Linked DNA regions of Gossypium hirsutum: region 1 is linked to region 2. The links are chromatin contacts, called in public Hi-C maps. All regions are on one chromosome and are shown on one strand. The core of a region is the stretch at or near the end of the contact, and the rest is flanking DNA. Distances in the headings are between cores, read along the strand shown.

Region 1 (6,826 bases), core at 4,249-6,748, 330 kb before region 2:
AGCTATTCACGAAACGTGAAAAGCGGATGAATAATCATCTGCTTCTAGAAGAAATCGAAGAATTTCTTGGGAATCCTACAGGATCCATTCGTTCTTTTTTCTTTGATAAGTGGTTAGAACTTCATCTAGGTTCGAACCCTACTGAGAGGTCTACTAGAGATCAAAAATTGTTGAAGAAAGAACAAGATGTTCCTTTTGTCCCTTCCAAGCGACTGAAAAATAAAGAAATAGTTAATATATTCAAGATAATTACGTATTTACAAAATACCGTCTCAATTCATCCTATTTCATTAGATCCGGGATGTGATATGGTTCCGAAGGATGAACTAGGTAGTTCCAATAAGATTTCATTCTTGAACAAAAATCATTTTTTTGATTTATTTCATCTATTCTATGACCAGAATAGAAGGGGATACACGTTACACCACGATTTTGAATCAAAAGAGAGATTTTAAGAAATGGCAGATCTATTCACTCTATCAATAATCGAGCCGGATCTGGTGTATTATAAGGGATTTGTCTTTTCTATTGATTCCTATAGATTGGATCAAAAATAATTCTTGAATGAGGTATTCAACTCTAGGGATGAATCGAAAAAGAAATATTTTATTGGCTCTACCTCCTATTTTTTATGAAGAAAATGAATCTTTTTATCGAAGGAAAAAAAATGGGTCCAGATCTCCTGCGGGAATGATTTGGAAGATCCAAAACCAAAAATAATGGTATTTGCTAGCAACAACATAATGGAGGCAGTCAATCAAGATAGATTAATCCAAAATCTGATTCAAATCCAATATAACACCTATAGGTACATAAGAAATGTATTGAATCAATTCATTAAAAAGAATCGATCCGATCGCAACTTCAAATATGGAATTCAAAAGGATCAAATAGGAAATGATACTCTAAATCATAGAACTATAATGAAATATACTATCAACCAAAATTTATCGAATTTGAAAAAGAGTTAGAATAAATGGTTCGATCCTCTTATTTTGATTTCTCGGACCAAGAGATCCATGAATCAAGATCCTAATGCATATAGATACAAATAGTCCAATGGGAGCAAGAATTTTCAGGAGCATTTGGAACATTTTGTTTTTGAGCAGAAGAGCCGTTTTCAAGTAGTGTATGATCGATTACGTATTAATCAATATTCGGTTAATTGGTTTGAGGTTATCGACAAAAAAGATTTGTCTAAGTCACTTTATTTCTTTTTGTCCAAGGTACTTCTCTTTTTGTCCAAGTTGCTTCTCTTTTTGTCTAACTCACTTCCTTTTTTCTTTGTGAGTTTCGAGAATATCCCCATTCATAGGTCTGAGATCTAAATCTATGAATTGAAAGGTCTGAATAATCAACTTTGCAATCAATGGTTAGAATCAATAGGTCTTCAAATCATTCATTTGAAAAAATTGAAACTTTTCTTATTGGATGATCATAATACTTCTCAAAAATCGAAATTCTTGATCAACGGAGGAACAATATCACCATTTTTGGTCAATAAGATACCAAAGTGGATGATTGACTCATTGCATACTAGAAATAATTGCAGAAAATCTTTTGATAACATGGACTCCTATTTCTCAATGATATCCCATGATCAAGACAATTGGAAAAAAAGATTATTAGTACTGTTAAGGATTAGACCTTTGACATATCAATTATTGTTTTTGGTGAGAATTTTATTAGCAAAATTAAGAGAGAAAATCTTTGTCAAAGATAACCCTTTAAGAAATATAAGTGGTAGCAGGCTTGGAAACAAACTAGCATACTTTAAAGTGGTGACATGTATAATGGACCATTGTACAATTAGACAAGTTTCACACCAATGGTGAAATAGAATGTAAAGAATATATACTCATTGGTGTGTTACCACACCATTTAGATAAGAAGCTCTGAAATTGGCGAACCATACTACACCACATCACACCCCCTAATTTTTACCGGAGCAGGAATCTTGAATTGCTAAAAACATTCCTTGTGCTGTATCCATTGTTTTCATAAACTTTAACATAAATATGGGTTAACTCGCCTTAAATTCCTCAAATTTGAAACCCAAAACCATTTCACCTAAAATATTCAAATCTAGAATAATATCATAAGTCGAAAGCCATCAAATCTTAAATTAATTCAAATTTATAGTAATTAAATGAAAAGCTTACAAACTTAATTTTTAATATTCTAAATTCAAAATAATTCAAATGAGAATTAACTCAAAATTTATAGTTTAAATCGATGTTACCAAATTCAACTATTCCATAACCAATACAAGGAATCCAATTTATCCATCCATTTTCCTTTTGACTAAAATAACTCGGAATTATGTTGTTGCCACATTATATAAAAACTAAATTATAAATTTATTTATTCTTCAAAAATTTGATATATTTTAAAAATTCGGTGATTCACTTAAATTTGAAAATATTTTAAGCCCAAAGCTACCGAATTTGATTACATATTTTAACCAAATTATAAGTAAACATAACAAAAAGAAAGCTTGTCTCCCTACCCTTCCACCATGTCTTACGCAGCCTGTAGCATTCTTTGCTTGAACAAAACTTAGATTAGATGATCTGTAATTATGTAGTTTTTAGTTTGGGTCTTAAATATCTTACAAGGCTACAAACAGCAAAGCAATCTAATGGACAAATAAATTAAAAAAAAGAAGAAGCAATCACTACAAGAAAACAAACCTCTCATATCCTATTTATGGATGGGGTGATAGACAGGTAGTATCATTTATGGTGACTGATATTGTCGGAGACGTGTCGTTTATGGTTGCCCGTGAAATGGTGTCGGTCGAAGCTAAAGGATATACTCCTTCCTTCCTAATTTCCTATATAAATAAATAAAAACCCACAAAAGATAAAAAAAGTCCCAGAACTCGCAACTTTGTCAAGGGAACCAACAAGCAGTCGACATAAATATAAGCAAAAATATACAAGTCTTAATTATTAAAGGAAAATAAAGCCTTTTCCCCTTCCACTACGACACTCCCACCACTGTGTCACTGCACCACCCCATGTGACCAAAACTAATATGAATCAATAATGAGTAATTTCATTGATAGAACTCAACTTTCAATTTATCAAACACTTCTTTCAGCTCTTTTTTCTGGTTTCACAGAAGCAGGCTGATTCAGTATTTGTACACTTATATTATACATCTTCCAAACTTAACAATACAACATTATTTCACCAATATACAGAAACATGAATTCTGCCTTCTTTTTAATTACAATTTGGGATAATTTTCATGTTCCAGCCTTCTTATCTTTATTCCTATTAGCCATTTCACTAGCAATGCGACCCCTTCTTGCAAACGAGTGCACCCGCTCCTGCTGTGAGTGAGCTCACCAGTGATGACGGCCTCGCACCCAAGCTCGACGCCTTGGCATAACTTGAAGAAGCCCCGGTTCCGGATGCGGTGAAGAAGGCTCCATTCAACATCAAATCCCCTTCTGATCTCCAATTCCAATGCTTCCATTGATTTTGCGGCGCATCCTCATGTTTTGTCACCTGAATTTTATTTAGCACATAATAATATGTTAGTTTAAAGCTTACCCCCTCTCTCCCCCCCCCCCCAGTTTCTATATTGGAACCAATTAATGATATAATTGTATAGACCTCTTTGTTGTCTGCATCATTTGGTGCAAGAAATCTATTGCCTTGGCTGTTGATTGTAGGATCAGCACTGCCACCGATTGCATACATTTCCCAGTGCGTGTAATCATTGTTCACCACGTGAAAGTATCCATGCCTACATCTGCATAAGTGATAAGTTAATATATGTGTATATACATAGAGAGAGAGAGATTCAGGTTAATCATAGACTGTAAGTATATATATATTTTTTACCTAGGCATTCTTTGTACAAGGCCTTCTCCAAAGTGATTAAAGGCAATGGTGACTTGCATGTTCTTATCTTGTTTGTAAGTGTCACTATGTCCCAATAGCATGACCTTGTTATGATGGGTCAAGTAATTGTTAGAAATGGTGATGGCGGTGGATCCATGAATGGCGTCGATCAGCCCATCGTTGCAGTTAGACAAAGAGCAATGGTCCACCCAAACATGACTGCCTCCGAAAATCGATACCCCGTCCCCGTCCGATATCGTCCTCCAGCCGTAATGGGTAGGAGAGTCCCTCACATAAGCATTCCCTCCTCTCTTGCAATCATGAATGTTGATCCCATGGATTATGATGTTGGTCACGTACTGAACAGTAATGCATGGCCCACCGGAAATGTGGACGCTGACGCCTCGGCCGTCGATGGTCTTGAACGAGTTCATAAGCAATTCTTCCTTCAACTTGATGGTCATGTCACGAGCGAAAATGATCCATAAAGGTTCATCTTGGATGACAGCATATCGAAGGGTTCCAGGTTTAGGATTAACAGGGTCATGGTCACTAGGGTCAGTCACCACATATATTTTCCCATCTCTCCCACCAATGGCATGCTTGCCGAACCCAATGGCGCAATCGGCTAGCTTCTGACGGTTCTTCTCCCAATGATGGTCGCACCGCCAGCAATCATCGATGGGATTGCCGGTTCCACATGAGAGAAACCCCAAGCTCCTCCTCGCCATAGTAGCATTTCTTATGCTCCTGCAGTACAGAAAATTAAGCCAAAAAGGAATTAACGAAAATGATTCAGTATTTCATAATCGGCATTGATGAAAGATATTGAAGTACAGGAAATTAATGCATACTCATTGACTTGTTGGACTACTTGCTCGGGGTCCTGAACTGGTGAGGAGAAAACAAATGTGGGAGCCAAGAGAGGGAAAAGCAGTAGAAAGGACAATGGGATTGCCATTATAGCTTTCTTTTTATTGCTTAATAAAGTGTGGGAATGTACAAAGGGAGAGAAATTCTGAGAAACTGAGATCAAAGGAGGGCTTTTTATAATGAGGGATAAAGCAGGGGATAGATAGAACATACAGAATAGCTTTAATTTTTAATTAAATAACTTTATTATTTAATTCAAATGTACATTTTATTTTCAAATAAAACCTTCATCGGAGAAGCTGAATACTTAATCAAGCTTTTTTACCTCTCAGAGCACAAAAAAATAAAATTAATAATGGAAATGGTATTGCAATCAAATTAATTACTAAAATAATATATTTCGAAGAGTATTTATTGGTGTGACAAGGTGGTGGCATCATCCATTTTTTTTCCAACATTATCAAGTTATCATTAGGCCATAATAAAGTTTAAAAAAATTATATTTTATTGGTAGTGCCAACTTATACAGCGACACTGGTATGATGTAGAACTTGATACAATAAAAATAATTTTAATGAGTGGAGGGTGAAAGTCAGGCTGCACCACTGTTGTAAAAGAAATACTAACCCGTGACTGAGAAGCAAAAAATGGGGAGAGAATTAGACATGGGGAAGTAGAAATTAGGCGGCATTGATTTGATCACCTGCAGCGAACGTGACCCGACAATTAAGGGTCTTTTTTTTTTTCTTCCTCAGCCCTAAATTTTACACCCAATTTCCCCATTTTTCCCTTAACCTTATATATATAACTTGGTACCCTGCTTGACTGTGTGTTAAAGAAATAGGGCTTGGTAGTTTAGGGTTAGGAGGAGTGAGTGTTTGTGCTGGAAAGAAAGGAAGCACCCTAGCACGCATATTTTCTATTTTTTCTAATTATTATTTTTTTATTTAGTTTTTTACTTAATTAATATAAAAAATTATTAAATACTGAAATGGTATGGCAAAAAATTGTTTGAGACTTTCATGACTTTTTTTTTGTAATTATTATTTGTTAGAGATTTTGAGCATTAAATTTTTACATTTTTAATATTTTTTGGGTTGAAAATTTATTATGTAATATTATTTGAATGGATTATATATATATGTTGAATTTTTTTGTATGTATAGTAAGATAATATTTTTATTTTTATAATAATAATGGTTTTTTAGTAAAACAATTTAATATTTGTGGTATGTATAACAAAAAATAATTTTAGTTTTATAATAATATTTTTGTGAATAAAACAATTTAGTGTTTTTGGTATGTATAATAAAATAATAATTTTATTTTTATAATATTTTTTCTTGATTAAAGCAGTTTAGTATTTTTGGGAGAAGAGTTTGTGTTGAAAGAAACCACCAGTAAGCAGGAATGTGTTTTTATATATTTTTTGTAATAATAATTTTGAAAATTTGTTTTATAATCTACATCTGCTTTGCTTTTGTATTATGTTTTTGTCAAGTGATACCAAAAAAATATTATAGCAAACAGTCCATTTCGGTAATTAATTTGTAGGGTGATTAATTTTGTATTTTTAATTTTTTTATTATTAGGATAAAAAAGTTGTTTTTGGCATAGAAGAAAAGCATGTTTAGGAATAAAAAAAAGTTGAAGTTCATTGATAATAGTTTGTGGTGAAAGAGGGTTATTTTAGCTATGCATACATGCATGCTTTTGTATATATTATTATGATATATCATATTTATATATTTATTTATTTATTTGCATTGGTAACATAGGGTTTTTTTTATTGTTCTAAAATTAACCGGTCATTTGAGAGAATTTCAAAGTTTAATTTTTTAAGTTAAAAAATTTTACATAATTCAAATTTAAGTCATTTTACCCAAAAAGGCCCTTTAAAAAATATAATTACGGAAATGGATCGTTTATTGAGTTATTTACCGGATTAGGCCATTTTCCACGAAAACATGTCCACGTAAGCGCGATTTAGTGTCCACGTCAGCAAAACGCTTCCCTGGGGGAGCACTTTGTCCACGTCAGCAAAAAACACGTCCTTGAGAGCGCACTTTGCTGACGTGGACAAAACGCTCTCCAAG
Region 2 (7,545 bases), core at 3,660-6,159:
CATGACTGTTGCCTGAAGAGTCGGACGATGATGAACTATCAGACGGAGTTTTCGTGCTGGAATCCGAATTGCCTATTCCATCTTCGTCATCAGAGCTCTCCTTATCATCATGCCCAAATATTGTACCTGAGGTACCCAGTAAATTCTTCTTATTTGCCAAGTTGTTTCCAACTTTCCTGCCATTACTTTCAATAGCTTTGGCAATATCCAGAGGAAGTCGATGCCCATTACCTCCTTTCTTTAGATTAGGAGTACTTTTGGGTGTTTCCAAGGCGGAGCTTGATACAACGTGAGGGTTATTTTTCTCTAAATCTCTAGATGACCTTGAAGAATTGACGTCAATGGGCCTCTGAGCACTTTTAGGTGTGGAATCAATTTTGTCAGATTTATTAGGTTCTTTTGCCGCACTTTCAGAAATGGTCAAAAGTGGCTTATTAGATTTAACATTGGCGCTACTTGGTTCAACCTTCGACGAAGATCTTTGAGATTGGATGGAGCTAGATTTGGCTGCTTGAGCTTTTGCTTCCTTGTCTTGATTCCCATTTAACATTTTTGAAGATAGTTCAGGTTTAGTGTTCTTTTTCCCTTTCATCACAGTTTCCACTCCTGTTTTGCGCGTGGCCTTATCAATGATAATCTTACCAGAATTAACAATTTCATGTTTCTGTTGGCTTTTGACCCTTCCATTTCCACAGGGGTCTTCAATTTCATGATTATCTACACGAGTGCTTTTAGAGTGATCTACACTGACAACATCTTCAATATGCCTTCCGTCATTTTGTGGTTTAATTGTATCTCGATTAGATCCCAAATCTGATCCATTCAATTGCACAGCAGAGTTTGAATCTAGCATCACATTCTTCCTTGTGGATTTAGACGAGGCACTCACCTCACTCACGTTATGAACTAGGACTGTTGAATCCCGGTGATCAACATCATCCTCTCCTTCCAATTCTGGAGGGGCTACTACAGTAGAGCTTTTCTTCTTAGTTCTTTTCCTTGGTTTGTTGTCCCTTTTTTCTGCATTTGCAGGACCATTTTCGCATTGCTTCAAGGACTCCAGCACATCCTGAATCACATCATCAGCTTTCAGATCAGTAACTGAAGGCGAACAGTCTGATTTTTTTATTTTTGATTCCTCTTTTCCATCAGTTTTGCTGCCTTGCTCAGCATTATCACTCAAACGGTCACCATTCACAAACATAGGACGCTCGACAGGAGATAAATCACTTGCAGTACCTCTATTATGTACTACATCTACTGCTTCTGTCCCTCCAACAGGATCCTTACTCTTCTTGTACTTCCTTACTTTCTTGGAAGACTTCTTAGGTTCCACGATTTTCTCTTCCAAGGTACAACTTTGATTTCCATGCCTTGATACCCCAAATTCTTTCCGGAAATCAATTCCTTCTTGTGAAACAGGTGTAGGATGGCCATCCACAAGGCTGGAAATCTGATCATATGAATCTCTAGCCTTTATTGCTGATGCAACATCCGGTTGGGCTGCTTCATTTTGGCTTTTCAAGTTGCCATCATTGGTATCATCCATATCATTGTAACCTGCTAAAGTTGGTATTAATACTAGAAAAAGTTATTTCTTGTGTATTATTTCTATTAATCCTGGACTATGGTTGAAATGGAAAAGATATTTTTTGGGGGGAAAGGGGGGACAAGGGGGTGGGGGGTGTAAATAAATTGCATATAAGTAGGAACTTACCCCCAAAGTGGGGCACTTGATTTGTTTCACTAACTTCCTGCATTTTCATTGATGAGATCAGACCAGATTCAGATATTTCTCCACCTGCAGAACGTTTTCCAAGAAAAGAAACTGGATCACCTTTACTGCCCAAATCTTTGTCTTTAATGGCTTCTACAGCCTGAAAAGTTTCCACATGAACATCTTTTGCAGAAGAGACTTCACTATCTACTTGACTAGGATTTGATTTTTGCCTTTTCCTGTTCTTCTTCCCACCGCTCGCATTGGCCGTCGACAAATGGTTTTGTTTTACGGATTCAGCATTCAAGGGATCTACGACAACCATCGTATTTTCCAATTTCTGACCTAAAGTACACTCAGTGGTTACAGTATTGAGATCAGTAGCTTGTTCTCCATTTTCTATTAAAGAATTGTCATTAACATCTTTCTTCTCGGCTTTGCGCTTTTTCTTTGATACAGGCCGAGATTGAAAGGAATCTTCTTTTGACTCATGTTCCTGGTCCTTGTGAGCAACATCTTTATGTTTATTAGTTTCCAATTCAGAATGTTCTCCTGGAACGTTTATTCCCCCATCGGCCATCTTTTTCCTAGCAGTTGACCTCTTATTTCTGTCAGAAGACAAACTCCGAGAGGTTTCATCCACATGAATTTGGCTTCCCAGATTTGCATCATTCAAAGCCAAACTTGGTCCATTATGAATCAAATTTTCTTCAAGTACACGGCCTGAATCCAACGCATCTTTCCCAGATTCAACAACTAAAGCACCATTTTCTTTAGAATCATGGTGGATGGCATATTTGTTTCTCTGGGGCACTTGATTTGTTTCACTAACTTCCTGCATTTTCATTGAAGAGATCAGACCAGTTTCAGATATTTCTCCACCTGCAGAATGTTTTCCAAGAAAAGAAACTGGATCACCTTTACTGCCCAAATCTTTGTCTTTAATGGCTTCTACAGCCTGAAAAGTTTCCACATGAACATCTTTTGCAGAAGAGACATCACTACCTCCTTGACTAGGATTTGATTTTTGCCTTTTCCTGTTCTTCTTCCCACCGTTTGCATTGGCCGTCAACAAATGGTTTTGTTTTACGGATTCAGTATTCAAGGGGTCTACGACAGCCCTCGTATTTTCCAGTTTCTGACCTAAAGTGCACACAGAGGTTGTATTGAGATCAATAGCTTGTTCTACATTTTCTATTAAAGAATTGTCATTAACATCTTTCTTCTTGGCTTTGCGCTTTTTCTTTGATGCAGGCCGAGATTGAAAGGAATCTTCTTTTGACTCATGTTCCTGATCCTTGTGAGCAACATCTTTATGTTTATTAGTTTCCAATTCAGAATGTTCTCCTGGAACGTTTATTCCCCCATCGGCCATCCTTTTCCTAGCAGTTGACCTCTTATTTCTGTCAGAAGACAAACTCCGAGAGGCTTCATCCACATGAATTTGGTTTCCCAGATTTGCGTCATTCAAAGCCAAACTTTGTCCATTATGAATCAAATTTTCCTCAAGTACATGGCCTGAATCCAATGCATCTTTCCCAGATTCAACAACTAAAGCACCATTTTCTTTAGAATCATGGTGGATGGCATATTTGTTTCTCTTTTTAGTTTTCTGCTTTTCCTTTAAAACAGATGTAGCTACAGAAGCTTGTAGATCTTCAGATATTTTGTCATCTCCAACATCTTTCGACTGTACCTTCGGCCTTGACCCCGTGTTGGTAGCAGGGAACGAAACCTGATTATTACTATCAGCTGTATGTTCAGCTTCCTTACACAAATTTCCTGAGTTTTCTTTGGTGGAATTGCTAAAACCAAACTGTTGAGACGCAGAATTCTGTTTTGCATGACAGTCATCTCTGTCTTGTAGCAAAGGTGCATCATTGACATTGGACAATCTTTTGGCTTTATCAACAGGTAGAAGATCAACAACATCAACCGAATAATTATTAATTCCAGTACCGAAGCAGGCTACAATGTTGCCAGCATCAGGTTCAATGGAATTATGATTTTCCCTATGCTCTTTAGCACTCGAGGCATCAACCGAAAGAAACCAACTCCTGCTCACTCCACCAAAAGCACTTTTCACAAACATGGAATCAGAAAGGTGATAAAGAAATCCTTTGCGCTTTACCTATTCATGTTAACAAAGCCATGTCAATGTAAAATTTAAAATCAACAGTAAGACATCCTTAACAAGTAGCATCATAACAGTACAAGATATAGCACCAACCTTTAACGCATTAATCTTTATCTCCCCAATGTTGGGAAAGCACAACGGGTGTTCATACAGTATCTTTTCTGCAAATCAGCAGCACATAGATATTACTAACTAAAACAGAACTTTACAACACTTGATCTTAAAGATGAAGTTGATATGTCAGTTACTAAAAGTTGATAAACTAAATTAAGATCAAAATATGTTAGACAACTAGAACCAGTGACTATTTTTGAGAATGATAAAGCACAAGGAGAAATAATACATAACTTCCATAACATAACTATATCTACATTCTACATATCAAAACAATGCACCATTTCTTTTCCTGTTCAAGCATTCTAGAGGAATTCTCAATGGCTACAACAACTTCAGCACTTTAATTCACCTAATTTTAGGTTAATTACAGGGGAAATTTTAGATTTCCTATTCAAGTTCTGATCCTTGAGGTCTCAAATGGATGAACACTTTGAACTGGTATTGAAAAATAAACAAAGTCCAGCCGATAACGTTGCTTTATTACTTTAAAGAAGATAAATTTGTATCCTCCAAAAGCAAAGAATGAAACTTTACTTAAAAAGACAAATGGTAAACCAAAACACCAAGAAATCAAAGATGAGAGGGGAAAGGGAGAAAGTATCATACTTTTAAGATCGGAAACGGTTTCGGAGTCGGAGACGATCATGGCGAGGTGAGTATCAAGGTTGGAATCAATGAAAATACTGTGGTAGACATCGGAACAACCGCAACCGGAGGTGGAATCCGGCTTTTCCATTTCCTTTTTGAAAGGAAGACGGCGACCTATAACCGGGGAAAAAAAGGGTTTCGAGTTTTAAGTAGAAAAGGAAAAGGAAAAGGAGGTAGAGTTTTGTGGAATGAGGGGGGGTTTGTTAGTGTGGAAGACGAACAGACTTCGGCCTAAATGGCGGCATGCGCGAAACAAACTAACTAGAACATGTTGAAGCCTGTCTTGTCCTTTAAAACTGAAGTAGTGAGAATCGGCCTGTTTTTATATTTGAGTTCGGGCTTATTAAACTTAACCCATATAAATAGGAACTGGGTTAGGCTTCACCTAATCTCCATTTTTTTATGATTATTGGATATATCCAAAATTATACAAAATAGAGAGAAATATTTTTATTTTTATTTTTATTTTTAACACTTGAATACCTTAGAATTTCGTGTCGGGTTATTTAATAAATATAATTTATTTTTAATTTTAAAATAATAAATTTAAATTGATTATATTTTTAATTATTTACCTTAAATATATTTCAATACCAATTATATTAAAGATAATAAAAATACTAATTTTCATAATTTTTTTAATTATAAAAATTCAACTTCCCCATTTTTCTAAATACTTGGGTAAATATAATCTTATATAAACAAAAAAAAGTCAAAGTTTCTCACTAAAAAAGTAATATTCATATATGGATAGTGAAATTCTTGACCTTTTTTGAAGAATTATTTGATTATTTTTAAAAATATTTATTAAATGTGTAAAAAATTAAATCTTCCTAAAATCGTGAGAAATTACTTTTACCTTTTTTATTATTTCTTATATAACCGAAGCTGACAAAAATCCGATATGGATAGTCTACACTTTCGACATCTGTATAACTTTATATAAATAACATGTGCTTTCTATTTAATCTTTTTAATTTTATAAAAATTAGTTTAAAAATCTTATTTATTTACTTCAATAATTTATATTTTACTTTATTACAGTATCTTACATAAAAATTTAATTTAAATAATTCTTTCCTATAATAATTTTATGCGTTAACTACATAAATAGTCACTCATCTTTATTCAATTTTTTTCTTTTTGCCACTGAATTATAAAAAATTACATTTTTGTTACTATTATGATCGAGTTATAAAGTTTTGGTCACTCGTTCGTTAACGAGGGTTACAGCCTTTATGAAAAGTGACATGGCATATTAATCCAAGAGTTAATATCTAATTTGACTCTTAAATTATAACTAAAACATTCAATTTAGTCCTTTTACAACTTTTTTTTAATGATGATTCTAAAAAATTTTCAAAAATATCTCTAAAAAATTCTGAAATTTCATTATTTATTTTTTGGAATTAAAAATATGTTTTTTAAAATTTTAAAAATAATCAAAATATCCTTTAAAATATCATAAATTCCAAATTTTATTTAAAAATTAAAAATATCAAAAAAATCTTTTAAAATTCTAAAATTTCATTTTTTTTTTAAAATATTTTTAAATATAATTATGTAAAAAAGTTAAAATTAATAAAATTCTAAATACATAAAAAAATAAAAAATATATAACTAGAAAGCCAACTTCTTCATCATTATCATCAAGAGTTCCTTTTGGAAGCTGGCTTTCAATGGAAATTAACCTTGGTTCAGATTTAGGTGGAAGAGGTAGTGGCGGTGCTGGTTCATCGTGTTGGAACATTTTCAAATATTTATAGTGTTCTAATAACTATAAATGAATGGGTGTAATTAATCAAAAGATTATATTGTTTGATTTTTTGAAAAAGAATTATAACTATTTAAATAATTTTATTTGAATAGTTATAATTAAATGAATAATTACGTGTTTATTTTAAAGACATTAGTATTCAGAAAGACACATATTGATGAAAGATGCCTCTATGAAGAGACATGAAAATTCCTATAAATAGGAATGAGATTTCATTTGGAAATCATACCAACAAATTCTAATATTCTTTCTTTTCATCCTTCATTTTCTAATATTATTAGATTATTCTATAAAGTATTACTGTAGAAATCCTTTATAGAAATTGAGTTCCTTGTCATATATTGCTCAGTGTGTAGTGGGCTATTCTCGTCAGTGCAAAACGCAAATAGCCATTGGCTTCATTGTATCTTCGAGGTTAATTTGCTTGAAACTCATTTGCACACCGAAGATAGGTGGGGGCGAATATAACCTTAAAGATAATAGCTTGATACACATCTTGGAGCCTTGTCCTATTTCTTCTTCTGTTCGAGTTTCGTTCATGTGTTCAAGATTTTCCTCACTGAATATTTGTACTAACATTTTTAAGGTTATAATTCATGATGACTACCACAACACATGAAAGTGGAACACTAAAGAAGTTGGCTTCCAATTTTGTCAAACTTGATCGATTTGATGGGTGTAATTTTTTACGATGCAGAAAAAGATGCACTTCTTATTATCAACTTTGAAGATTGCTTATGTTTTGGATACTCCAAGACTTGAAGGGACTAAAAACGAATCTGTTGTTGCAACCCGAGAAAGACAAAAATAGGACAATGCTGATTACATGTGCATGGGCCACATATTGAATGGTTTATCAGATGGTTTGTTCGACACCTATCAAAACGAGGTCACTGCTAAAGAATTATGGGACAAATTAGAGACAAAATACATGACCGAAGATGTTACAAGTAGGAAATTTCTTGTCAGTCGTTTCAATAATTATCTAATGGTTGATGGTCGCTTTGTTATGGAACAATTCCGTGATATTGAAAAGATGCTGAATCAATTAAGCAATATGATATGAAAATGGATGAAATGATTATTGTATCATCCATAATAGACAAACTTCCTCTATATTGGAAAGATTTTAAAAGAAGTCTAAAACAT

What was found. Hi-C and Micro-C count contacts between places; a contact is called where the count stands out from the background.
Region 1: a Hi-C map of leaf shows a contact between it and region 2, with 2.6 times the contacts expected there. The contact joins the promoter of LOC107886482 here to the promoter of LOC107886489 in region 2. A contact is called at or near these places in 2 of 34 Hi-C or Micro-C datasets (both in leaf).

What each region holds. Positions count from the first base shown.
Region 1 is chrA03:94,389,148-94,395,973 of Gossypium_hirsutum_v2.1, reverse strand. LOC107886482 (probable pectate lyase 5) reads right to left here and starts at 5,498. Exons shown (of 4, transcript XM_016810454.2): 1 at 4,712-5,498; 2 at 3,858-4,607; 3 at 3,627-3,765; 4 at 3,041-3,518. The coding sequence starts at 4,941. The coding sequence ends at 3,297.
Region 2 is chrA03:94,061,791-94,069,335 of Gossypium_hirsutum_v2.1, reverse strand. It overlaps LOC107886489, which reads right to left and starts at 4,909. Exons shown (of 6, transcript XM_041098771.1): 1 at 4,578-4,909; 2 at 3,948-4,015; 3 at 1,718-3,848; 4 at 1-1,563. The coding sequence starts at 4,707.